Linked DNA regions of Mus musculus: regions 2, 3 and 4 are each linked to region 1. A link is a contact called in public HiChIP or PLAC-seq and promoter capture Hi-C data. All regions are on one chromosome and are shown on one strand. Each heading gives the region's core, a stretch centred on a gene start, on an enhancer-like site or on the middle of the called end of the contact. The rest is flanking DNA. Distances are from core to core; before and after follow the strand shown. Region 1 holds the start of Tnpo1 (transportin 1). Region 2 has its middle 23 kb from the start of Gm35279. Region 3 overlaps Tnpo1 (transportin 1). Region 4 has its middle 34 kb from the start of Gm35493.

Region 1 (3,060 bases), core at 498-2,997:
CCTGGAACTGGAATTATGAACGGTTATGAGCTACCTCATGGTTGGAGACTAAAACCCAGGTCCTCTGCAAAAACAAAGGCTGTTACCCTCTGAACCATTTTCCCAGCCCCTAATCTTATAGATTTTAATGCTATTTTATTTTTTAAATCTCCAGCAATGTAAGATTCAGTTACCACAATCACACAATCATCTGATTTTTACAAGTCTCTACTCTACAATGAAAGCTTTTAAGTATAAAATAAGACCTGTTTACATTTTTCCTTGCAGTAAATTTTTTTGCAGACTCACCAAACTGCTCTGGAGGAAGGTTTACATTAAATTGTTTTTCTTAGGACATATTCCTTCTTAGAAAATTCCTTTCCAAGAACACTACTCTATCTAACTTCTATTAAATCAACATTTAAAAATGTTTATTTTATTTGATAGAGACAAAGTTTCTCTGTGTAGGCCAGGCTGGCCTGGAACTCAGCAATCTGTCTGCCTCTGCCTCTGGAGTGATGGGACTAAAAGTGTGGGCTGCCATGCCTGGCCATATTTTAGTAATTTTAAATATTTTCCCTTTCAATTTTCAGCTTTCTGATGATAAAAACCATCTTTTAGTCTCAAACTTTGAGTTAAGCTAATTGTAACACTAAAAAGTATTACAAGTGAAGATTTTTAAGCTTCTTAATAAATAAGTTGTAAATATTTAGCATTTTTCAAGAATTAGGTACAATAATTTTACCTGTAAAGTGTATGGAGAGCAATCACTGCCTAAACAAGAAGTATGTAACACTAAGGCAGTTGAAAGCACTGATGTGAAGATAATTCTCGCTGGCCACTCACTCAGAAAAAAGGACCACCTTGCTGTGCATATTTAAAATACTCATACGTGGTAAGTTTGTGTAAAAATAACCAGGCAGGGAAGAACGATTCTTCCAAGACCGGGTTTCTCAGTATAGCCCTGGCTGGCCTTGAACTCAGAAGTCTGCCTGACTCTGCCTCCCAAGTGCTGGGATTAAAAGCGTGTGCTACCACTGGGAAGAACAATTCACCTCTCTTCATTACCATTATTGCAACTGGCTTGAAAAGTGCCTACCTCTCCCATTTTAAAACACTTTCAGCTTGAAGTTACAGTACCTCTCTGGTGGTGGCTGTATAAGGAGAGAGGAGAGCTTATTATCTCCAAGCTCAGGGAACTAGCTTTATAGTAGAAACATACCTAGAGATGTAAACCTAATTTTCTAAATCATTTCATTTGGTTTTATATGGTAGTTTCGTGCTACATCAGCACATTTCAGAAGCCCCTGTGTTATCAAGGGGGCCGCCGTCCGCCCACACCCTTCTGCCTTGTCCCAGGAAAGCTGTAACAGTTCGACTGTGGGACGAGCGGCCTGGTGGGTGTCGCCGGGCTCTGGGCTCGGCGGTCTCCCGGGGGGGACACGAGTGCACTCCGGGCACGCACGTCACCTGCCGCCGGAAGGGCCGTGCATCTGGGCGTTCACACTCAACGGGCTGGGCAGCGGAGGCCGCGACTGAGCCCCAGGCTGGCTTGTGGGGGCTGCAGTGGGCGCGAGGGGGTGTGAGGCGGGCACGGGGCCGAGGCGTCGACCCCGGGACCCCGCTTGGTGAAAACCGCTGGGGCGCGCCGCCCGCCCGCCCGCCTTCCCGACGCAGGCCAGCAGGCCCAGGCCGCAGTTTTCCCAGCCCCGTCGCCGTTGCCAAGGCGACCGCCGCCGAAGATTCCCGCGCCGGGCTCCGCCCCCCGGCCAATCGGACCGGCGCTCGCCGGAGCCCGGATTCTCTTTGTTCCGCAGCCATTTCAGGCCCCGGACGGGAGGCAGCGCCGCTTCGGCAGAAAGGCCCGAGCGCCGGAGGCCTCTGGGATGGTGTGGGACCGGGTAGGTTGGCGTGAGGGTGCGTGGCCAGGGCGGAGGCGGGTGGGAAGCGGCCCGAGCGAGCTCCGACCGGCCGCCGCGCCGAGGGGACCGCGCTCCGCTGTCCGCCCTCTCGGACGGGGCCTGGCCGTTTGGAGCCCGCCGGCGACGGCGCGGTTCTAAGCCCAACAGCTGCGGTCCCGGGCGCCCTGCGGGTCCCGGACAGGGCAGGCGGCGCCCCAGGAGCGGGAGGTCGGTCCTGGGGGTGGCGGGAGGCTGGCGGGCCGAGCCGCTGCGATGCCCGTCAGGCCGCACGGTGCGAGGGCCCGAGGTCGCCGGTCTTTGTCCCGGAGCCTCGCACACTCCGGTTTCTGCAGCCAGCTGATCCGTCTCCCCCGAGGGCCTGCTGGCCTCGCGACCTGTGAACATAATTTTAATGTTTGTAACTACGGGTTTTGCTTAGGTTTGTGGGTTTTGCACGTCTGCCTCTGTCTGCCCACGCCACGGGGAAGGGCCGCCGAGGAACAGACCCGCCACCACAATCAAACTGGCTTTAGAAAGGCTTTCTTCCTCTTAGAAATGATCTCGCGGGGCTTAATTTTTTTTAATCACGTGGGGTTTGCAGGGATTGTTTACAGTTTCACTTTGTTACGCCAGTCGCGAATCAGCTGTTAACTGTAGAAACGAAGTCAGAGGCTGTCCACTAGTTGGGGAGATTGTATTAAGAAGCTTAGTATGTCCTGTTCGAAAAACAGTGATGGCTTCAATGAGTACGTAAGCAATGCTTTTCCCCCCTAAAGAGAAGACGCTCCTTAAATGCAAAATATTCGGTGAAATCAGTATTTGGAACTGACCTGTCTGTCTGCAATGTGCACGCTCAGACGTGTTCATCTTTAGGATACCAAAAGTACCTGCTGGGTTTTGAGTTTCCCTATCGAAACTTTCACTTAAGTGTGGTAAGAAAGTGTGCTAATGAAGTAAGTGGATGGTTTGTAGTTGGTGAGAAGTGATCCTTGTTACTGTCCTGTAACCCTCCGTCCTGGTTCTAGAGAATGGCTGGTCTATGTGGAAATTTGCAAGTGCAAAGGAAAAATACTACTTTAGAGGTGGCCGATTTATTTTAAACTCCTTGACACTTGCCGTGTGTGGGTGAATAGTGGTTTGGCAATTCAGCTTTTACTTGAGTCCGTGTACACCTACTGCA
Region 2 (2,933 bases), core at 59-2,558, 91 kb before region 1:
AGAGCATCTATCCGGTACTGGTACTCGCTGACAAACCATTAAAAAGAAAGCATTAAGCCCACTGGTCTTCTAAGCCCAGGGGAGAGAGGGGAAATGTCCTAGGATATCAGCTGTGACCAACTAACATGCAGAAGGAATGGGGGTGGGGTGGGGTGGGATAGGGTGGGGTGGGTGGGGTGGGGTGGTGAAAAGGACTTGAGTGGCTTTTGCCAGTGACTGCAGACTTCATTCATCAGGGGTGATTTGCTTTTTCTGGCTGTTTCCCAATCTCACTTTCCATAGAGAAAAAGAAAGAAAGAAAGAAAGAAAGAAAGAAAGAAAGAAAGAAAGAAAGAAAGAAAGAAAGAAAGAAAAGAAGGAAGGAAGGAAGAAAGAAAGAAAGAAAGAAAGAAAGAAAGAAAGAAAGAAAGAGAAGAAAGGAAGGAAAGGAAAGGAAAAGAAAAGAAAAGAAAAGAACGGAAGAAAGGAAGGAAGAAAGAAAGAAGGAATGTTGTGCAATTGGGAGGAATTAAATAATTCAGTAAGTGGATAACTCTCTCCCATGGAAATCCAGGCCTGGTGTCACTAAGCTGAAAAGTTGAAGCAGCACTTTTGAGTGAGCAGATGACACAGTCAAAACATTTTTTTAACATTTTAATTATTTTTATTTTATGTAAATGAGCACTTTGCCTGAACATGTGTTTCTAAGTCACATGTATGCCCTGTGCCCACGGAAGCCAGAGAAGGCACTCTATCTCCTGGGACTGGAGTTATATATGGTTTTGAGCCACTGTGTGAGTGCTGGAAACCGAACCTTGGTCCTCTGGAAAAGCAGCTAATACTCTCAACTACTGAGCTGTCTCTCCAGCCCCAAAAACCTTTCACTCATAATATAACACAAGAGCAGCAAGACCCACAGTGTTTGCTTCTTTCTTACATTTTAAAACTGTCAGGTAACATTATCATGCTGTTTATTCCTGTGATATCTGACTTGTACTGATGTCAGTGGCCACCACTCTAACTAACCTCACTGGGTGCTTAGCATTATCTCCTGTCAGCTCCTTAGACTGCCCACCACCCAGAGTGGAGCCCTTCAGACTCAAATACATCCATAGGTTCCCATGGCAACCTGATCCGAGTGATGACCCTGACTAAGGAGACATGAGATCAAGGCTGAGATTCCATATTTTTTTGTTTGTTTTTGTTTTTTCAAGACAGGGCTTCTCCCTGGCTGTCCTGGAATTCATTCTGTAGATCAGACTGGCCTCTAACTCACAGATCCACCTGCCTCTGCTTCCCGAGGGCTGGGATTAAAGGCGGTGCAACCACGCCCAGCCAGATTCTGTATCTCTAACAAGCATCCAGGTGCTGAGAGTCTCGCCCTGAATGTAAATCCCATTAGCATTGATCTCTAAAATTCCCAGCAAGAGATAGAATCACAATTAACAATCACCTGTGAGTTGGTTCCTGAAAGGTAACAGTGACTGTTTTGAAAGAGAAGTCTATTTTAGACAGGAATTCTAAAATCCAGATCTAGTCTTCTTAAAGGCTACTTCCACAGATAGACATCATTTTAGCTCCCACAGAGTTTCTTTCAGGTCGACCAGTATTGGCTTCAGGAAGTGATCCAAAACTGAGCACAAAGATCCACTTAAAGCAGAGTTCCAATCCAATACGTTCCCGCGGCTACTCTATCGACCTCTGCTTGGCTCTTCCTCTGCAGTGATGTTCATCAACAAATTGAAAGGTGCTCTCTTTATTTTTGAAAAGCTCTTCCCAGGAACAGAATTCAAGTTTATTCCCTTGCCTCTAGCATCTGCCATTCAAAGTTCATTTACATGAGGCCTAAATAAGAGTCCTACAATTATCAGCACTCGTTTGCTTTGAAATACATTAGCCTGGTAAGACTAGACCATGGAGGTAAAACGCCGAAGGTTCAAAACAGTCTAGTTCATTTATGACAGCGTGACTCTGGTTTTGGTGTGTTGTTTTGTTTTTTTGTTTTTTTTTTCAGTTTATTGCAAGAAGAGGTTACACTAGTCTGAGTTAAAAGTGGACCCCCAATGGTGACATTATACAAGCTGTGAGGGTTTTACATTTGTGATAAGAGAAGAGAGGAACATTCTATTCAGGGCAAAGAAATCTTCATTTACACTTTAAAGAGCTACAAGTATTTAAGACCCATGAACCCTCCGATGATTATCCTTAGGCAGTCGAGCCAGTCTCTATCAGAGACACTCATGTTCCTTTGCTCTGGTCACCTTGTGACTGAATTACTCCCCATATTCTGGATGCTCTGAGAGAAGCTTTGCAAATTTCTTCTTCAGTGACTTTACATAGTTCTTTTTGTCATCAGCATGGGGTTACTCTCTTGGAGAGAAGTGTGTGTGTGTGTGTGTGTGTGTGTGTGTGTGTGTCCGTCCCTACTGTTTCTCTGTTGAGTTCTTATGTGGATAGATCATCCGTGCCAGCCTTTAATAGCAAAGGAATAGAAAGAACGGAGATCTTCCTCAGGGTAACTGAGGGAAGGGAGGGAAAGAAGGCTCTCAGATTCTTGATGGTTTTGAGTAGGATGCTAATACAACAATGCTCAGCTCTCTATTTCTTCTGTGTGGACCCCAGAGATTAAGGTCAAACCATCAGGCTTAGTAGCAAGCTCCTTCACCCACTGAGGCATCTTGCGGACCCCTTAGCTCTGCTTTGATTTGTTTTGTTTTGTTTGTTTGTTTTTCAAGATAGGGTTTCTCTGTGTAGTCCTGGCTGTCCTGGAACTCACTCTGTAGACCAGGCTGGCCCCAAACTCAGAAATCCGCCTGCCTCTGCCTCCCAAGTGCTGAGATTAAAAGCTAGCTCTGCTTTTAATATTTACTTTCTCCTAGTAATCTTGTAACACTTCATAACCATCCCCTTGATGAGTCTTAACTCCGTTAAGGGGATGGATACTTCACAGTTTT
Region 3 (3,216 bases), core at 25-2,524, 85 kb after region 1:
CTCCTCTTTGCATGGTTCTGTTCTATAGAAGTGACTGATAACAGCCATTGCACTGAAGTGTGAGCTGTCCGTGTGTGACTTTATAAATACAGTTTTAAAACATTTCACATGCATGGTAGCACGCAGAGGGTTTTGTTGTGGATGTGTTTGTTTGTTTGTTTGTTTGTTTTAACATGTTCTTTTACTTTCTTTTCTTCTGTTTTGGCTTTGCAAATTTCAGTCTGTGGGGCCTGAAATAAAACCATGTATAGTGCCCAGTCTCTCTCTCCTATTTTTTATTTTTTTAAGCTAGACTCAAGGGTGTGTGGTATTTCGCTTTTTAGTACATTACTTTACTGGAAGCTTAAAATTTGCTTCTCAGTTGGCCTTTAGAGCAAGAGTGGAATAGCTGTTTTATTCTTAGGTTGTAGAATGCCTTGTAGTGCTTCATATACTTTGGGGACGTAATATAGGAGATAGTCTTACATAAGTAATATAGAAACAGCCACATTTGTCCATTAATGCATAAGAAGCAAAGTAAAGTTTTCTGGATCTGTGATAAACAATTCTTTGTTAATTAAAGGCAATTTTATTACCTGTCTAATTAAGAATATATTTCCAAGTTAGCAGTTATGCAGCTCAAAAGCAGTATTTGGCTTTATAGTAAATTTGTTTCTAAATCTAATAACTTTAAAATAGAAACTTAAGTAAATATGGCTTACACCCTAACACTGGGGTGGTTTTCTTTTCTAATGTAGCTTTCCCTGTTGAGGCTATTGTTTCTTCTTAATTTATATTATATTTTAAACAACATAGTATATAGCACAGGAATTTGCAGAAGCCATTTAAGTTTTTTGAGGTCAGCGCTGAGTTAGCATTTATTGTTTTGATGAAACGTGACACATCATGGGATATATATATATATATAAAGAACTTAATTCTTGTGGTGCAGTCTTGATAGTTTTGAATGTTGCTTAAATGTCTATGAGGTTGCGAGTTTGTCATTGTTACATTCCAGTGTTTCTGCCTCTTGGCATGCTTAAAGCACGGCTTACTTCATCTGCTCCTTACACACTAAAATGCTCTTAGTGTGCTCAACTACAGAGATAGCCGCTGCTGAGTGATGTAGATTTTCTACTTGAATATTTTTATGTTGTAGGAACCTCAGGAGGTCAGTGTTTACTGTTTTATATATGCCTTCTTTTTCCTGTTTGAGCTTCTCTCTCTGAAGGATTCTAACAGAACAAAAGCTGCTGATCAACCTAAGTTGGAAACAGAAAGTGTGTCTAGTGTCATTGAAGTGCGTGCTTGGCAGTTCCATGTTACCTACCACCCATTAGTTAGCAAGCGAACTTAGTGCCACAGGTGTTCATTTACTCGGGAAATGGTTTTGCTTTTTGTATTGTCTAATCTCTTTAATGACTTCATACTGTGTAAGGAAAATTACTTTTGTATTGTTTGTTGGTTATTTCCAAAATAACCACCTTGTAAATACCCTTAGAGCCAGCCCTGATGCTTTACATCATTGCTACTTGATTTTGTTATGCAACTCAGATCTCAGATCTCAGAATACTTAACCAAGCCATTACATCTTAAAACAAAACAAGTAGCATACATTTTGTAATTAACATTGATAAACACTGTGATTTTTTTGGTTAAAACTTTTTCATTGATCTGAATTGCTTAAATTGCATATATTGTAAAATAGAGTCAGATGTATATTTTAAAATAATTTCAGCTGACTTTCCTCTGACTGCTTTGTCTACTCAGTTAGAAATATTCAGATACAAGTTTTATCTCAGGTGAATATCCTTGTATCGTTTTGCTTTGCTGACATGTTTATAAAGAAAGACCATCATACTTAATAGTCTTTGGAGGTTTGTAAGGTGTTTTTTTGTTTTGTTTTAATGTATTTTATTGATTATCTTCCCGGTTAGTCGATTATTTTTCCTCCTCCAATTGTTTTACCAGACCAGAGAGAGAAATAAAAACCTCTCCTCACACTTGGTATGGAGACTCGACTGAAAATGAGTTGAGTTTGGTCCTCTCCTTTTCCAAACACTCAGAACACAAAAGTGGAATCTTCTCCCTACATAAAATTTTGCAAAGTTGGGGTGCCAGAATTAAATTATGTATTAAACTCTTGTCTCCATTTAACACCTTTGCAGTGAAAAACTTTTTGCTTCATATAGTTAATTATATTCATATTGAATGTATTAACAGATAGCAGTGCAAAAGCATTCTTCCCAAGAGAAGAGTGTACCATGCACGTCTGCACCCCAGGCCCTTCCTGAGTCTTCAGGTGCACACAGCCTTCTTGTGGAGCTACTTTTGCAAATATTACAAGGTGGGGGGACACTAATTGTTGCTGCTAGTGCTGTCTAATAACGTGGTCATTGGAATCTAAGGAAACTAGGGTCTGTGGTTAACACCCTGGGATAATTGTGATGGGCAGATGCGCAGTAATGGCCTGTGTTGGTAACAATATTATCTAGTTCAATGCCATGCAGTAGCATTGTATAGCAACTAGTGCATTTCATACTGTATTAAATATGGCACTGCTTCTAAGCCTCGTTCCAGTTAAGTTTCACATGACAGTTAGCTCCTCTGACCTGTCTTTCTAGGTAACTGGAAATGAACTTCAGGCTTGATACAGATCTTCTCCCTGTTGGTATTACATATATAGAGATAATTCTCAATGCCTAATTAATATACTTATACATTTGTTAAGGTATGCGCATAATTACAGCAACTGTTTTTATAGTTTGTATCCCAGAGTATACTGTGTTGAAATAAGAAGATGCATAGCAGCTGAATGCATGCATGACTTTGAGGGAAGTTAAGACTGGTTTTCTTTTCCCATCTCTGCACATTGAAAAACCAAGCCAAGTCTATTTGCCAATGATAGATCACTAATTACAAAGCTAGTAGTTCTCCTTTGGGTAAGAGTCTGTTTGCCATACATCACTCTTCCACTGTGGCTTGGTATTGTGCAGATTACCTCTTTGATAGGTCTAGTCACCTTGTTCAGTGCCTGTCTAACATGGCTAGCTACAAGGCAATGTTGTCTCCTCCTAATGTCCACCTCAGTGACGAGGTTCCACACTGTCTCCTCACCTCTTGTCACGGCTTCCCTATGTGGATATATAAAGAACCAAACTGATTCGCTGTTGTTTTTTTTTTTTTTATGGAGATAATAATTAGATAATACTATGTAATTAATTTTACTCAGTAGAT
Region 4 (2,989 bases), core at 422-2,921, 110 kb before region 1:
TCAGCTCCTTCTCTAGCCCTGTGTCTGCCTGCAGGCCACCATGCTTCCTCGCCATGACTATAATGGACTAAACTTCTGAAACTGTAAGCCACCTTCAATGAAATGTTTTCCTTTATAAGAGCTGCCATGGTCGTGGTGTCTCTTCAGAGCAATAAAACCCAAAGACGCCTACAGAGGATGACCATTGGTCGAGGGTACACCAGACCCTGCATTACCCTGTATTACTCTCCAAACACGCTTTCGAGGTGGGGCAATTGTGGGGTGCAACTGGTTTTTTTGGAAAATAAACCCTGTTGTACCTCCTACAACCAAAGGAGAGGAAGGAACTGGAGCAGAAGGAAGGGTCCTACTGACCGGCAAAAGACTGCAAGCCCCTCAGGCTAAGGTGGATCCTGGGCTGCCAGGTGAGCAGTGATGCATCAGTCAAACTAGAGAGCTAGCCTGTGGTGGCCATGATTAAACCACCAGCCATCAGTGTCTTCCACACGCTATATACTGAGCAAATCACCTTATGTATGCAGTTGATGCTCGTGATACCCCTGGGAGATGTTATCACCATCTCCATTATACAGATGTGGAGAGTAAGGCACAGAGAGATCAAGTTGCTTACCTTAGATCACACAACCAGAAAGAGGCACAGATGGGATTTGAACCCAGGAGGTTTCAGGACCACCACCATGGGAGTTCCAAAGAGATTGAGAGAGCAGAGAGCTACACCACAGACTCCTCAAAGAAAGCACAGACGCCTGGGTCTTTAGAGTCCCTGCTCTTGCAGAACTAGGGTTTTCCTTTTGTTTAACAAGCTGCCTTGGGGCCCTGTCTGCAGGGTGGCCACAGGCCCAAAGGGCTTTTGGTAGCGAGAATTCCCTAGGCTCCTAGCAAGAAGCTGAAGCCAGAGAAGTGTGTCATCTCTGACGCAGTGACTGACACCGGGGTCAACTGTAAGTACAGTATGTCGCCCCGCTTTCCAAGCTGGGTCACCCACTTAGCTTTTATCTCCCGTATCAAAGGTTTCTCCACCTGTGCAGAGGGGACAGCGCTTGTGTCACTGGCGCAGCCTGGACCTGCACAGTCTGACTTTGAAGGTAATCACTCTGCTCACTGCTCCCATGACTGGCCCCCTTTCCTAGTAGGTCACCACCCCAGGTACCTCTTAAGAAGCCAGCTAGCTTTTCTAGCATGGCCAGCCTGATTTACAGCCGCTACTAGTGAAAGGCCATTTGCCTGAAGAAAGAACACCTGTAACCAGAAACAATGTCCGTAGCCTGCCCCTACAGGGCAGGCTACCACAGCGTGAGAGGTGAGGTAGGGGAAACAACTGCTCTGTTGACTGTTTCCAGTGCAAGCACATTCCTTCATCTGCTCCCAGACAGAAGCAGCAAGAAAGGGACTCACTGTGGCAGAAAGGCGCACATGCGACATGCAGAGATTAAACCACCCAGTCTCTACCTGTGGAACCAGGAATGAGACCGAACCGCCTGAAAACAAAGAATCTCTTTGACCAAACTCCAGCCAGTCTGCCCTGAGCCCTCTCTGGTTAACTCTCTCTAAACCTTGGACAGGCACGGGTGTGAACGAAACACAGAGGACTCGGACAGTTCAAGGTCACGACCCTTAGGATGCTCCCCTACCCCAAAGCAGCTGCCTAAGGATATTCCCAGCTATCAGAGGAGTTTACTCATTCCTGCAGGAACTGGTTATTCCAGCCATGTCCTGTCTCTCAGCTGCGGTGAGATCCTGTCTTGGAAAGTCACAGGGGATCAAATTACGTGGGACTTCCATGGACTGCTCCCCACCTCCTACCTGCATCATCCTTCCATCCCCTGAGTGTAGGAAGACCCTATCTACCTCCTACTCTGTCTCTCCCATTCTCCAATGGCTGCCCACGCACCCTGTCTGTAGCTACTCCTTGTCACTGACCTCCACAGACAAGGTGTGGAATGCAGGGGGAGGGGTGCGGGAGTGGGGAGGAGTGGGGGAGGGGGCTTTGCATTATAAGGTTCTGGTTGCTAGAGTCTGATTATTTTCTGCTCTTTCTCTATTTTCCAAACATTAAGAACTAAAAATATACCACTTCTGCCTCAAGTGGGTGTTATTTCTGAAAGTAAAAAGGAGGGATGTGTTTTTGAGTAAAAAACAAAAAAAAGTTAACGCGGTGGGGGGGGGTGGACACAGTACTGTGCATGTCTGCAGCTCTCAGCCAGGTCACTGGCCCCCCCTGGGAACTCATCTTACAGTTGGGTGGAGTGCTGCCTTTCTGCCCACCCTCCTCCTCTCCCGGCTCCATTAGTGCTACCCCCATCTGACAAGAAACCACTTACTCTTGCCCCCATTGAGCAGGACTTCAGCTATGTCCTCCAAGAAGTGAATGGCTGAGAAGGCAGCTGTCAAAACCAGCCTGCACAGGTTCCTCCGGGTGGCCACCTTTTGAAAGGGTTTTGCCCTTTCACTGGACCAACATACTAGAAAAAAGTGCTAGCCCGGTCAGTAGAAAGAGCCAGGCCTGCAGGAAGTGACTGTGCCCATACGTCTTAGCTAGCTGTGAAGAGACACCATGACCACAGCAACTCTTATAAAGGAAAACATTAAACTGGGGCTGGTTTTACAGTTCAGAGATTTAGTCTATTCTCATCATAGTAGAAAACATGACGGCACCAAGGCAGACATGGTACTGGAGAGGTAGCTGGGATTCCTACATCAGGATCCTCAGGCAACAGGAAGAGCTAGTGACACTGGACCTAGCTTGAATATCTGAAAGCACCAAGTCCACCTCTAGTGACTCATTTCCTCCAACAAGGCCACACTCGCTCCAACAAGGTCACACCTACTCCAACAAGGCCACACCTACTCCAACAAGGCCACACCCACTCCAACAAAGCCACACCTCCAATCATGCCCATCCCTAAGAACCGATGGAGACCGTTTTTATTCAAAGCACCACACCTTGTCTTAATGAGCACAAGTGATATGAGCACAGACAGGTCAAGGA

Evidence for each region. Promoter capture Hi-C pulls out the DNA fragments that hold promoters and counts their contacts. HiChIP or PLAC-seq counts read pairs in DNA pulled down with a chosen protein or histone mark.
Region 2: an H3K27ac HiChIP or PLAC-seq map of embryonic stem cells shows a contact between it and region 1, with 9 read pairs. The contact joins the enhancer-like site here to the promoter of Tnpo1 in region 1. A contact is called at or near these places in 10 of 39 promoter capture datasets (3T3-L1-derived adipocytes, the C10 cell line, embryonic stem cells and 3 more), 15 of 484 Hi-C or Micro-C datasets (the BV-2 cell line, the C10 cell line, bone marrow-derived macrophages and 6 more), 13 of 115 datasets of contacts at active chromatin or transcription factors (bone marrow-derived macrophages, differentiating embryonic stem cells, embryonic stem cells and 6 more) and 4 of 9 other capture datasets (adipose tissue, embryonic stem cells, liver and 1 more).
Region 3: a promoter capture Hi-C map of the C10 cell line shows a contact between it and region 1. The contact joins the enhancer-like site here to the promoter of Tnpo1 in region 1. A contact is called at or near these places in 4 of 39 promoter capture datasets (the C10 cell line, fetal liver, liver and 1 more), 6 of 115 datasets of contacts at active chromatin or transcription factors (CD8 T cells, the SCID.adh cell line, bone marrow-derived macrophages and 3 more) and 3 of 9 other capture datasets (adipose tissue, liver and pancreatic islet).
Region 4: a contact with region 1 is called in an H3K27ac HiChIP or PLAC-seq map of trophoblast stem cells, with 22 read pairs. The contact joins the enhancer-like site here to the promoter of Tnpo1 in region 1. A contact is called at or near these places in 10 of 39 promoter capture datasets (3T3-L1-derived adipocytes, the C10 cell line, embryonic stem cells and 4 more), 10 of 484 Hi-C or Micro-C datasets (the C10 cell line, conventional dendritic cells, embryonic stem cells and 3 more), 15 of 115 datasets of contacts at active chromatin or transcription factors (bone marrow-derived macrophages, embryonic forebrain, embryonic midbrain and 5 more) and 4 of 9 other capture datasets (adipose tissue, embryonic stem cells, liver and 1 more).

Annotation. Positions count from the first base shown.
Region 1 is chr13:98,925,071-98,928,130 of GRCm38.p6, reverse strand. Tnpo1 (transportin 1) reads left to right here and starts at 1,747. Exons shown (of 24, transcript NM_178716.3): 1 at 1,747-1,880. The coding sequence starts at 1,866. Gm52051 (translation initiation factor IF-2-like) reads right to left here. Exons shown (of 2, transcript XR_003950643.1): 1 at 725-3,060.
Region 2 is chr13:99,015,281-99,018,213 of GRCm38.p6, reverse strand. No RefSeq gene overlaps it. Among named protein-coding and RNA genes, the nearest start is that of Gm35279, 23 kb to the right of the region's middle. Within about 2 kb of position 1,308, at least 12 of the 459 cell types and tissues checked have an H3K27ac peak or open chromatin away from gene starts, as enhancers often do. A contact at or near this core is called in differentiating embryonic stem cells and embryonic stem cells, where this site is marked.
Region 3 is chr13:98,839,514-98,842,729 of GRCm38.p6, reverse strand. It overlaps Tnpo1 (transportin 1), which reads left to right. Exons shown (of 24, transcript NM_178716.3): 24 at 1-649. Among named protein-coding and RNA genes, the nearest start is that of Gm34995, 25 kb to the right of the region's middle. Within about 2 kb of position 1,274, at least 2 of the 459 cell types and tissues checked have an H3K27ac peak or open chromatin away from gene starts, as enhancers often do.
Region 4 is chr13:99,037,268-99,040,256 of GRCm38.p6, reverse strand. No RefSeq gene overlaps it. Among named protein-coding and RNA genes, the nearest start is that of Gm35493, 34 kb to the left of the region's middle. Within about 2 kb of position 1,671, at least 27 of the 459 cell types and tissues checked have an H3K27ac peak or open chromatin away from gene starts, as enhancers often do. A contact at or near this core is called in embryonic stem cells and trophoblast stem cells, where this site is marked.